2 separate regions of the Sus scrofa genome follow, and region 2 is linked to region 1. Evidence: chromatin contacts called from public Hi-C data. All regions are on one chromosome and are shown on one strand. Each heading gives the region's core, a stretch centred on a gene start, on an enhancer-like site or on the middle of the called end of the contact. The rest is flanking DNA. Distances are from core to core; before and after follow the strand shown.

The links. A called contact is a pair of places that touch in the nucleus more often than the background predicts.
Region 2: a Hi-C map of omental adipose tissue shows a contact between it and region 1, with 1.9 times the contacts expected there. The contact joins two enhancer-like sites. A contact is called at or near these places in 3 of 47 Hi-C or Micro-C datasets (embryonic fibroblasts, omental adipose tissue and skeletal muscle) and 1 of 2 datasets of contacts at active chromatin or transcription factors (skeletal muscle).

The regions. Positions count from the first base shown.
Region 1 is chr9:21,038,533-21,044,333 of Sscrofa11.1, reverse strand. No RefSeq gene overlaps it. Among named protein-coding and RNA genes, the nearest start is that of TMEM135, 300 kb to the right of the region's middle. Within about 2 kb of position 4,078, at least 10 of the 83 cell types and tissues checked have an H3K27ac peak or open chromatin away from gene starts, as enhancers often do. A contact at or near this core is called in omental adipose tissue, where this site is marked.
Region 2 is chr9:21,181,693-21,187,609 of Sscrofa11.1, reverse strand. No RefSeq gene overlaps it. Among named protein-coding and RNA genes, the nearest start is that of TMEM135, 440 kb to the right of the region's middle. Within about 2 kb of position 2,644, at least 17 of the 83 cell types and tissues checked have an H3K27ac peak or open chromatin away from gene starts, as enhancers often do. A contact at or near this core is called in omental adipose tissue, where this site is marked.

The DNA of each region.
Region 1 (5,801 bases), core at 2,829-5,328:
GAGGCAAGGATTCATATTGCTCCTACTTTTCAAGGGAGGAGACTGAGGCACAGAGAGGCAGAATCCCCCCAAAAGGAATATCCTTCAGGAAGATGTCACCATGCCCAGCGCCCTTTGAACACAAGGAACTCAGCGGGAGAGGAGGTGACGTGCCAATCACTAGGATGTCAGCGTCCACTTGTCCATCAGAGGCTCCTGCATCCCAGTCACGCAAGTATCCGTTCACGTAGTCATTTGTTCTGCATTTGCTCAAGCACGTCAAGCCGCCGGCTTCCTGGCCAAGTGTGGGAGAGACGAGGGGAGAGACCTGGGCTCCCGTAAGTGGCACTAAGAGGACACAAGGCACAAGTGGGAGGAGAATAGAAGACGGGGGTCTAAGGAAGGGAGCGTGGGCAGCATTTAATTAAATTGTGAATACGTTTCAAGCTTTCTTTTCTTTACAATGAGGCTCTGCCTGATTGAATTTCAGAACCTTGGAGTTTCTGTTCAAAATGCCTTCCAAAATTAGCACTGGGCCTCTGCAGCATCCCCTGAGGTGCCCCAGGGCACTGCACCTCCCCTCCTCGGGCACCTGCTTCCTGGGGGCTCTCTCATCCTGGAGGGGGTGGGAGTTACCAGACAGGGCTCTGACCCCAGCTCTTTCTGGAGGGAGCTGGGTGGCTCTGGAAAGTGGTCACTCCCTGGGTCTCCATTTATCCCCGGTGAAATTAGCAGGAAAGTGGAGCTGGGATTTGGGGGGAAAGCCTGAATATCCTTTGACGGCTCTGAAAGGGAGGGCATTGTTGTGTCAAGGCCAGGCCTGTGAGCCTCTGAGCCCATAACCACTGCTCCTCGTCCGTTTGACTCTCCCAGTGCTTTCTCATCTATTCTGTGAAATCCTTACTTCTTCCCTTCAAGACCATTCTGGTCTGGAGCTCCCGTTGCGGCACAGCGGGTTAAGAACCCGACTAGTATCCATGATGATCCCGGTTTGAAACCTGCTCTCGCTCAGTGGGTTGGGATTCCGGCGTTGCTGTGGCCGTGGTGTAGGTCACAGATGCGGCTGTGTTCACCCTTAGCCCGGGAACTTCCAATGCTGTAGGTGTGGCCCTAAAAAGAAAGAAAAAAAATGACCTTTCTGTTCTAAGAAAAGTGAAGTTTTAGAGGAGGTTTGAGGCTTCCCAGAAGCCTCAGAATAAGTCAGTGTAGAAACTAGAAATCAGACCCAGGACCCTGGGCCAGGGATCCAGTCATTCCTTGCTTCCTTCTTTCCATACCTTCTGGGTACCAGGTGCACAGCAATAAACTGGGCCTGGTGCCTGCTGGCAGGAGGGTGCCATCTAGTGGGGGAGGAGGCAAGCCCACACCCACTGTGACAATGATAGGGTGGAATAAGCCAGCTGCAGAGATGCAGAAGAGGTGCTCTCCACCTCGGCCTGCTGGGGTCACTGAGAGTCACTCTGTGCTTGCCCGGTGCATCACAGTGGGAGGAGTGAGGCATGGCTTGCAGCCCTGCCCAGATGCTGCGGGCGGAGGGCAGGGGTGGTAGGGTGGGGGATGGGGGGTGCAGGAGGTGATGGCCCATCCCAGTGGGTCTCGCTCCCAGCCTCCCTGACTCTAGCTCCCCCATCACCCCTGTGTCTCTGAGTGAGCCCTGACCTCCGTTCCCTCTGGGAACCTTGGCTTGCAGGGGCTCAGCCTCCAGCAGGCCTCTGCACACCGCTGGGCTCTGGCTCTGGGAGGACTGGGGGTCAGGCGTTAGGCTGAGCAGGTGCACACTTGCTTCCCGTTTAGTCTCAGCGACTACAAAGGGCCGCTTGGATTTCTGGGAGAATCCTATCCCCTTCCCTCCCCTTCATTCATGAGTTTTCTTTATCATTTCATTTTTAACAAAATACAGAGGTTAATTTTCCGAGCTCAAATCTGTTCCCAAGGTCAAAGCTGTTGCGAACACGTCTGGGCTCCTGTCAGTCAATGTCAGGAGGTGAGAAGGTTGTCCTCTGGACCACTGGCCCCAGACGTCCTCTTCTCTCTGGGAGGGAACTGCTTTTGTTTGGAGAAAATACTTTGACAACCAGCTTGGGGTAGAGGGTGAGATGGACAGGAACTCAGCTGCAAAGCCACTGCGTGAAGTGGGCTGAAAGACAGCTTCACCGTTGCTCTGGAGAGGGAGGGGATGGCACAGAGGGGAGGCGAGGGGAAGGAGAGGGAGCAGGGGAGAGGATTAAGAGTAAACCTAGGCTGGAGTTCCCATCGTGGCGCAGTGGAGATGAATCTGACTAGGAACCATGAGGTTGCAGGTTCCACCCTGGCCTCACTCGGTGGGTTAAGGATCCAGTGTTGCTGTGAGCTGTGGTGTAGGTTGCAGAGGCGTCTCGGATCCTGCGTTGCTGTGGCTGTGGTGGAGGCCAGCAGCTGTGGCCCCAATGCAACCCCTAGCCTGGGAACCTCCATGTGCCAGAGATGTGGCCCTAAAGAGAGAAAAAAAAATAAAGCGTAAGCCCAGGCTGGGAGTGGCTGGGCGTGGGGGAAGTGAGGAGAGGCTTATAAAAAGGTACAAACTTTCAAATATAAGATGAGTAAAGTGTGAGGATCTAATGTATAACATGGTAACTAAAACCGATAACATACTGTATCCTATTAAGGTAAATGTGTGACATGATGTAACTGGATGGGGGGGCATCCTTTCATAATGTAGACATATATTAAATCATGTCGTACACTTGAAATCTCTTAAAATTGTCAATTATACCTCAATAAACCTGCAAAAAAAATTTTTTTTAATTAAACAAATTTTAAAAAAGAGTAAGTCCAGGTCTAGACAGTGAAGTTCCCCCAGAGCTGGGTAGAATCCAGACCCTGAGCCCAGAGCCTGCTTCCTTCCAGGAAATTGTAAGAACAGGGATGTTTAATGTTCACCTCAAAAGGGTTCCTGACTGTGGTGCAAAGCCGTCCGTCTTCCCCCCAAACTGCAGCAAATTCTCCCATTCGTGAACACTCCAAATGAGAATTTTGAAAACTGAAATACAGTAGACCACATACAGTATTATGCTAGTCTCAGGTGTACCACGTAGTGATTTGATGTTTGCACACATTATGAAATGGCCACCGCGATTAGGCTGGGAACCAACTGTGCCCCGTACACAGTTTTTACAGTATTGTTAACTGTATTCCTGGCGCTGGGTAGTACATCCCTGGGGCTTCTTTGTTTTATAAGTAAAGGTTTTATAGCTCTCAATCCACTTCTCGACCCCCCCCATATCCCCACCCCTCTGGCAACCACTCATTTGTTCTTTATCTGTAAGTGTGTCTTCCTTTTGTTTTTTACCACTTGTAAGTGAGACCATGTGATACTTGTCTTCCTCGGATTGATTTCACTTAGCGTAATACCCTCCTACCCTCTAGGTCCATCTATATGTGCAGAGGGGGATTTGTTTGAAGTTCTAAAAACTGCTTTGCTCTCCTTGGAGTTTGGAAAGAAACGATGTGACCATTGATGCTGTGGTTTCCCAACATGCACTTTGGTGGAGAGTGCACAGCTCAAACATCTCCAGGGAGCCGTGGGTGCTGGTGTCAGCTCCTCGCTCTCCTGCGGGCAGGTAAGAGCTCCCACACTCCTGCGTCCAAGGCGGTCTTCCTGGGGTCCGCCCCTTCCCCACGTGTCAGCTGCCCCCAGAGTCTGCCATCTATCTTCTCTCCCCAGGCTGCCCTCGCACCAGGACCCTGGGTGGATGTCGTGGGTGGGGCTCGTGCTTGTGCTCGGGGAGCTGATGGTTCATCGTGTCCACAGGCTGAGACTCGACCTATCCTAGGGCTTCCTGCCAGCCCTGCTGACCGCCAGACAGGCTGCCCAGAGAGGGGCATCAGTCAAAGTTAACACAGAAAGGCTTTTGGGGATGAACGTGGAGACCCGCTGAGGCGCGGTGGGGACGAATGTCAGCTTGTGGTTCAGGAAGCTCGAACGGGGTTGGGGGGAATGGGTGGTGTGCTGGGTTTGGGGCTCACGGGTCCCTCCCGCCGGCTTTCCTAGGCAGTAGCTGGACACCAAGGGGAGCCGCAGCCCTTGCCTAGTTAGTGCTGTGACCAGCACTCGTGGAGCGCGGGTGCCACCTGGTGGCCATATATGGCATGACTCGTGACAAGAAAACCCTGGGAACCAGACCCTGAGGCCAAGGTGACCACTGCACTGACTGTGGTGATGGCAATACCTCATTAATACCCCTAGTCTTTCGTGCCATTCTATACTCCCTCCAGGTTTTGAGGAGGCCGGTCCTTTGTTGTCACAACCATATTAATTACAATCATAAGAGTAACAGCTACATCAAAATAACAAGAATCCCCACCATCCATCAGGCACTTCCTTCCTGCCATGCACTGAGCTAGACACACAGGGGTCCAGAAGTACCTTTCCTTCAAGGTACTCATATGCTCAGATATTTACAATTAACCAAAATGCAAGAGAGAGGGTGACAAAAATAATCAATAAGCTATGGGAGCAGAGGTGAGGTGACATCTTGCTAAACATCAAAATTGAGCTTAAAGTTGAGGCATCGCTGAGGCTGTGAAATGTAGATAATTCAGCTAGTGACAAAGGGAAGGACATTCTGAGCAGAGGCACTGGCCAGGCAGCCAAAGCCCAGTGAAAACACTAAGAAGGTCCAGGCAACAGCAGCTGTAGGATTTTGTGGGAGGGGGTGATGCAGGAAGAGGTGGAACGTGAAGGACAGCATAGGGATGATGTAAGCTAGGTGCTGGGCTTGCACTTAACTCCCGGTGGTGAAACGAGCCACTGAAAGGCTGGTTGGGGAAATGGCAAGACAATTCACTCAACATCCAACAGACATTGACAGGCTTAGATGTGCCGGGTGCTGTTTCTCAAAAAGCCCTTCCCTCCCAGAGCACAACCAGGGAGCGAGAGGAAGGATGGAGAGAGGACAGACGCAAGGTATTGCAGAATTTGCATCTCTAGGACTTGGCTGCCAGTGGGCAAGGAAGAGGCAGAAATTGAAGATACAGCCTAGGTGACCGGGAGAAAAAAGCCACTGGAGTTTGCAACAGAAGAGAAAGAACAGGTTTGAGGGGGAAGGAAACGAGTCTCCTTTTGGATGTGTTCAGGAAACAACAAGTAGCCATGAAGCAAAATAATCCACAAAATCAACATTACATTATATTATGTTACATGTTACATTACATGACATTACATTACAATAACTTACCTCCCCAAACCCATGAAAAGTCAGACTAGGTTTCCTAGAAAATTCTTCTGCCATTAGAGGTTAAAATTATATTGAATATTGTCAAAGACAAATCTCCACAAACAGATGCATTAAATGTTTGCTGAACCAGCACATGGAAAAGAATGGTTGCTAACACTTACCGAGAGCTCGGACTGAGTGAAATGTTCACCACGGATTGTAAGAGCGTTGCTCTCAGTGCCTCTTCCAGCCACCTTCTTTTAGCCTCTCAACTCTCTGTGGGCTTTGCGCTGGGCTCAGGTCCCACAGTCAGCAAGGGCAGGGCCAGCCAGGATCTGCAGAGGAAGGCCCAGATCTTCTGCCATCTCCCTGGGTGGGAGCTGCATGCAAAGGACCCTCTTTGGCCTGGCATCGCGTCCAGCCGCATTCCCTTGGTGGTCAACCTGCATGAACCTTAATGAGAAGATGCTTCAGGCCCTTTCTGTTTGGTCACGTTTAGGAAGGTAAGATGTCAAAAGCTGGGAAAAGCGGGCCTGGGAGAAATAGAGCACTCTGTAGCATTACAGGAAAAAGACGGGATGAAGAACAAAGAAAATGTGGAAGTTCCTGTTTTGGCTCAGCAGTAAC
Region 2 (5,917 bases), core at 1,395-3,894, 140 kb before region 1:
CTGTTGTCATCTGGATCAACTGGACATTATTAGAAAATTTTGAATAATACTATTTTTATATTTACTTCTTCCCCATAAGCTAGTGATTTGTTCATATTAATGTAATGATAAAAAAAGAACATGTTTTAATCTACTCACTATCACGTGCTTTTTCTTTATTTCTTAAATGTAAATCAGTCTTGCTAAAAGCATTTTTAATTACCCAAGTGTATCTGACACTTCTTGAGTGCCACTAAAAATCTTTTCAGCTTCAGCCCTCATTCCAGCCACTGCTGCAACCACCTGGTTTTTTCATCCCTGGGGAACTCCCCCCTCTCCCCCCCACCCACTCCCAAGCTCACTGTACCCTACCCCTTGCTTCATCTTATCACAATCCAGAAGCAGGGGATTTAACATCACATCGGCCATCCTTGACCAGTGGAGAGAGAAGTTAATAGATAGAGGTTTCTCCTTTCTCCGTGGATGGTTTTTAGACATAATTTCTCCCACAGGATTAAGCAACCAGTCACGAGTAACAGTGGCCATTGTATTAGCTTCATTGTATTGGCTTTCTTTCTCTCTTCATTCCCTTTCTCTCTCACTTCTGCTCCTAGGATCACGCGTTTTACTCAGGCTCTGTTTTCAGGGAAACTTCTGCTAAAATAAAGATGCTTTTTAAGAACCTAACCATTGAGGAGTTCCCATCATGGCTCAGTGGTTAACAAATCCAACTAGGAACCATGAGGTTGCGGGTTCGATCCCTAGCCTTGCTCAGTGAGTTAAGGATCCAGTGTTGCTGTGAGCTGTGGTGTAGGTTGCAGACACGGCTAGGATCCTGTGTTGCTATGGCTCTGGTGTAGGCCGTTGGCTACAGCTCCAATTAGACCCCTAGCCTGCGAACCTCTAGGGCCGTGGGTGTGGCCCTAGAAATGGCAAAAAAAAAAAAAAAAAAAAAGACAAAAAGAACCTAACTATTGGGTACATGGATAGACAGTCAGTTGCAAAGCTATAACCTATTTAATGAGCCCATTCCTTTCCAATGACAAAGTTAATTTATGCATACTTTCCCACTGGAAATAAGAGGCTTAGCATTTCTATTCTGGTATCTTTCTGCACATTACTGGACATTAAATGCTTGACATTAAATTCTTTAAATATAATTTAACTGACCCGCCTCAAATCAGGGCACCTGCACATTCTGCTGGTCTCAAGCACCCACGTGATAAAATGTCCACACAGATTTTTCAAGCAAAAACAAAGGTCCATTGATGAATTTACTAGACTAGTGGATTCCAAAAATATTTGAAAATATGAAATAGGAGCTATCTCTCCCTTCATTGAGCTCATATTATGGTAAAAGAAACAGAATAGATGCATATACATGCACACATATACATGTATGATGTATTAAATACAGTACGCTTATGTGATATACAAAACAATTTTATTCTGTAGATTATGAATACAGAAATAACATCGTTCTTAGATTTCCCATCCCTTCCAAAAGAGAGCTTAGCTGTATAATTTTTGATATATTACCTAATTTCTGAGTTTCAGCATTCTGAAATGTTACAATTACCTTGAAAAAAAGTCTGTGAAAATTCAAAAAGACAATGTGTAAAAGATGTTTGCCTTTCAATATGTGGTACCTACTGTTACTGTGTTATATAATTTTCTTCACCTTCACCAATAACAGATTTTGCTATCATTAATATAAGGAGACCATGATCATTTATTCAACAAATGTTTGAGTACCTAGGTAACAGCAGGCACTGTGATAACCAATACAGCACAAGCACGAAAACAGTAATGGTACAAAGAAATGAAGTTAAGTTTTGAGTGAAGAGAGAGGTGGGAAGGACTCAAAGATTCTTTGAATAGGCTTTGGACATCAAAGAGGAAGCTGCTGTCCTAATAATGCGTTCACAGCACAGGTGGGCTCGTGGGTGTTGCAAGGCCCTAGGTGCACGGCACAGAAGAACTCAGAATTCTGATCTGAGGTCACAACTTCCAGAGGCCAGCATTTGTGAAAGAGCACTATTTCTGTCACCCCTGAGATCCATGACAATGGATCTGTTGCCTCACTGGCTTCTCCTCTCCAGCTTGTGTTGAGTTGAAATTCACTCAAGCAGAGCTCTTTAGCTGCCCTTTCCCCTCTGTTCTATTGTCTGTGTTTTGTCATCATGTCTATTCAATTAAGATTGATATCTGTACTAAGAGAATCTGAGTTCTCAGCAAGCTCCAAAGAGAAATCACTCACTGGGAACCAAAGTACTGTGGCTCCATTATGTTCTGAGGGCTAACCGCAGCTACATGATGAATTGTGTTCTCTATTTTCTTGTTGTTGTAGCTAAATATATTTCAAATGATAGTTAAGATAAGACTCCATGGAAACACATCAGTAACCAAAGCAAACAAGACTACTCCTTTCATTAACTGAGGGACAGTCCCTACATTCTTTTTCATTTTATTTTGTTCATAGTTATTGTCTCTAAGAGCAGGAAAGATTTACTTTTATTTAGGCTCATTTGAATTAACAAGATTTATTTCCACCTTATAAATTGTGTTGAATTAATCCTTTTGGACAGCACTGAAGACCAAATATTGGATGAGCCACTTAATCATGAGCCCTGTCAAGGCCCAGGACTTAGTAATGGAAAATTGTGCAAACAGTGAGGATGCCGACAGAACAGATGAGCTGTCCAGAGACACTTGAGAAATGCCTTCCTCAGGGTGTGTTTCAAACCTTTGCACACACATCAAGACAGACAAAAAGTGTGGGGTTTGGCATTATAAACTAGGAGAACGTAATTTATAGTTACAAATCCAAGTTTGAGGAGTCCTGGATCTTACACAATTTCAAGGGTCATTCTGAGTGAAAAGAATTTAAAAAATATGTAAATAGAAAATTGGGGACAAAGTTTAAACTATTTTGAATTTTGGAAAACTTTCAAGAAATTCCAGTAAATGGCAAATTTTAAAAAGCTGACAAACACCACAAACATCAGCAAATCCAGGAAAATAACGTGTTTACTATGACTGATCCCCCTCCATTATACTTTCTTTCTACATGCTTTTTCTATTTACTTACTCTTCGATTGCCTCTTCATATGACAATTTTATCGTGTTATTCTTCGTGGAAAAAAAAAAAGAACACCTTGTCTAGCATGGTTGATCAAATAATTGTTTTTCTATTATTAATGGTCATGAGTAGGCATTAGTGAGAACTGAATCCTCTATTTGCAACATTACACGTCTGATGATGGGAAGAACATTCCACAGACAAGCTTCTAGCTCCTTCCAGGAAGTCTTGCCCACACAGTTCCAGGGTCAGGCCCAGGAGGACACAGTCATACTGTGATGTGATGTCTAGCCCTGCATTTTCATGTCACAATGCCTGGCACAGGAAGCGTTAGGAATATTTGTGGGAGCCATTACTATGCCAGGATGGTTATCAATAACCAAACTATTCATTGAAGTGGCCATTTCTCATGAAAGAGCTGGTAGCGTCGCTCAGAATGCTAGTGACAAGTACTGGTCTAGATCTTCGTATGGCACCTTTGTTAGCCGCTTGTTCTTCCCTAAGTGTATATGCATTTGAAATCAGATCCTTTCAATTCTTTATTGATTTTTTTGGCCTCCTCTGTATTTCTCCAAATCCTTTCTAAGTTGAGAAACTCAGGAATGAACACAGAACCCTCCTAAATAAGTACAGTGTTCCTGCTGCTTTTAATGGAAGGACTACCGTATGGTTCTACATGCATTTCAGAGGACACATTTCTGCCAAATACAGCAGACATAGTCATCGAAAGGACATTTAGAAGTGTTTTTATTAAAAGCACACTCTTGAGATTTAAAAGGGTAAAATAAAAGAGAAAGAAAGATATGATTCTTAAAGAGAATATAACATTTGCCTACAAACTTGGCTGATGAAAATTCTTGAATGATTAAGCATAAGTTAGGGATTCTGCATTTAAACTGTAGTGTAGGATCTTGGAGTTTTAAGGAAAACATAGCTGAAACCACTATTCTTCAAACTATCGGATAATTACATGACTTACTTTTCTTCCTTTTCTCAAATTTTTGAATGGTTTTATAACCTTGAACAGTGCCAGATTTGGAAGCAGGGACAAATTTAACACGGAGAATTCCTTAATGTCATTACTTCTCCAAACAAGCTTAGTGAGAAATGAAGAGAGAAAAGACATTTCTTACTTGCAAGCAAAGCAAAAGAAGACTTGTTACAGATTCCATGCATTAGTGAGCAGTCCATTACCCCATTTTGCTAAGAATCAAATCAAAAAGGACATCTGTGCTCAGTAATTCCTCTTTCTTTTGTACCGACAAACTGCCCCCAGCGGTGGAAGAACTGCAGTGCCATAAAGAATCCCTTTGGCTTCAAACAGACCATTATCATGAAGGTCAGGTCTATATACTACCAAAAACAATGCAAAAAAAAGAAAAAAAAAATCAACTAGGTACAGTTGATCTTCTGTTAAAATGGATAGGAAGTCTCCATTTGATTGAATTTTCCAAATAAGTGAAGGGTAAATATGGCACTCTTATATCTATATCTTATATCTTGTATCTTATCATATGGGCCTTGTTGTGGGCCCATGCTTCTCAATGTTTTTTAATCTATGTACTTGCTTGCTGAACATAAAAAACGCTTCCCCTTCCCTGCATGTGTCCAGAGGCCTTGCTCTTATCCTCTAATTGAATCCCTGAGAGACAGAGGAATGTTTATTTTTTTATATGAAAAACATTTCTTTCAGCTTTTCTGTTGTAGTTTATAATAAAAATAATGGCTTTTTGTGGTCTCTCAATTTTAAAATTTATGTAATACTAAGTACATATTTTCATAACCCTCTGGGAGAGTGTGATGTGCTCTGTAGCCCTGTTTCCCCTCCCCACCCACAAGTGAGAAACGCTTTTCCAAGACTAATAATTCCAATTTTCTGCTTTAGTAAATAGGATGGAGAGAACATAATTGAATTCTCATTTTGCATTTAGGATCTAATAGTGCCTCAGGCTCTGGATGATAAACTTGAATCTTCACTCTACAGCACAGATTTACAAAATAGGTAAGCTTGATTGGAAGGGGTACTATAAAACCAGAAGACAATGCAAGGTGCCCTTGCTATGTTTTTTAAAAGGTCTCAGTGACCATGATCATGGTTCAGAAATTAAATTTGAAAATATTTTGGCTACATAATACTGTCCATCTTTGGTGATTTTTTTTCCCCTTCAAAGCATCTTCTGTCATTTATGAAGACAAAAGCTAATCTCTTTTTTATCCATTGGCTTGGAACCCTCCTATGTTTACAGATATGTGACAGTTTTCTCACACTGGAATTTGCTCAGGCTCTGGATATTAACTGCCATAATTCTTCTCACATGCTCCTGGCAATTAATTCCTCATGCAATATGCATAGTTTAGTGCCCTTTTACTGCATGACCTCCACTCTCACATTTCCCCAGGCTAATACCAGGCTAACACCTGGATTCTGCCTTCCAATTTTAAGAGATATTGAGCTCAGAGAACAAAAATAGAACAGGCTTGAAGTATCTCATTTTCTTTCCACCTTTTCACAGTCGCTTTGAGTTTCACCTTGAAATTAATTAAGAGAGGACAGTAAGGTGAAATTGAACTATTTCATCTTAGTGGTACCCTTCTTCCCTTTTTAGTTGACTCCTAAAATGTCAAGATTTCAGACATATTTAAACAGGAATTAAGGGACCATAGCTTGTTACAGATTCTCTTGGTCTTGAACAGATGGGTCCCCCTCCTCAGTTTTTTTGCTCCTTAGTATATGAAAGTATTGTTATGGTGTAAAATGGCCAAAGGGTGAAATAGATTTTTTAAAATATTCATGAGATATGGAAGTATGGTTGACTCTGGTTGAATAATGGAAGAGAGGTTTTGGATAGGGAATAA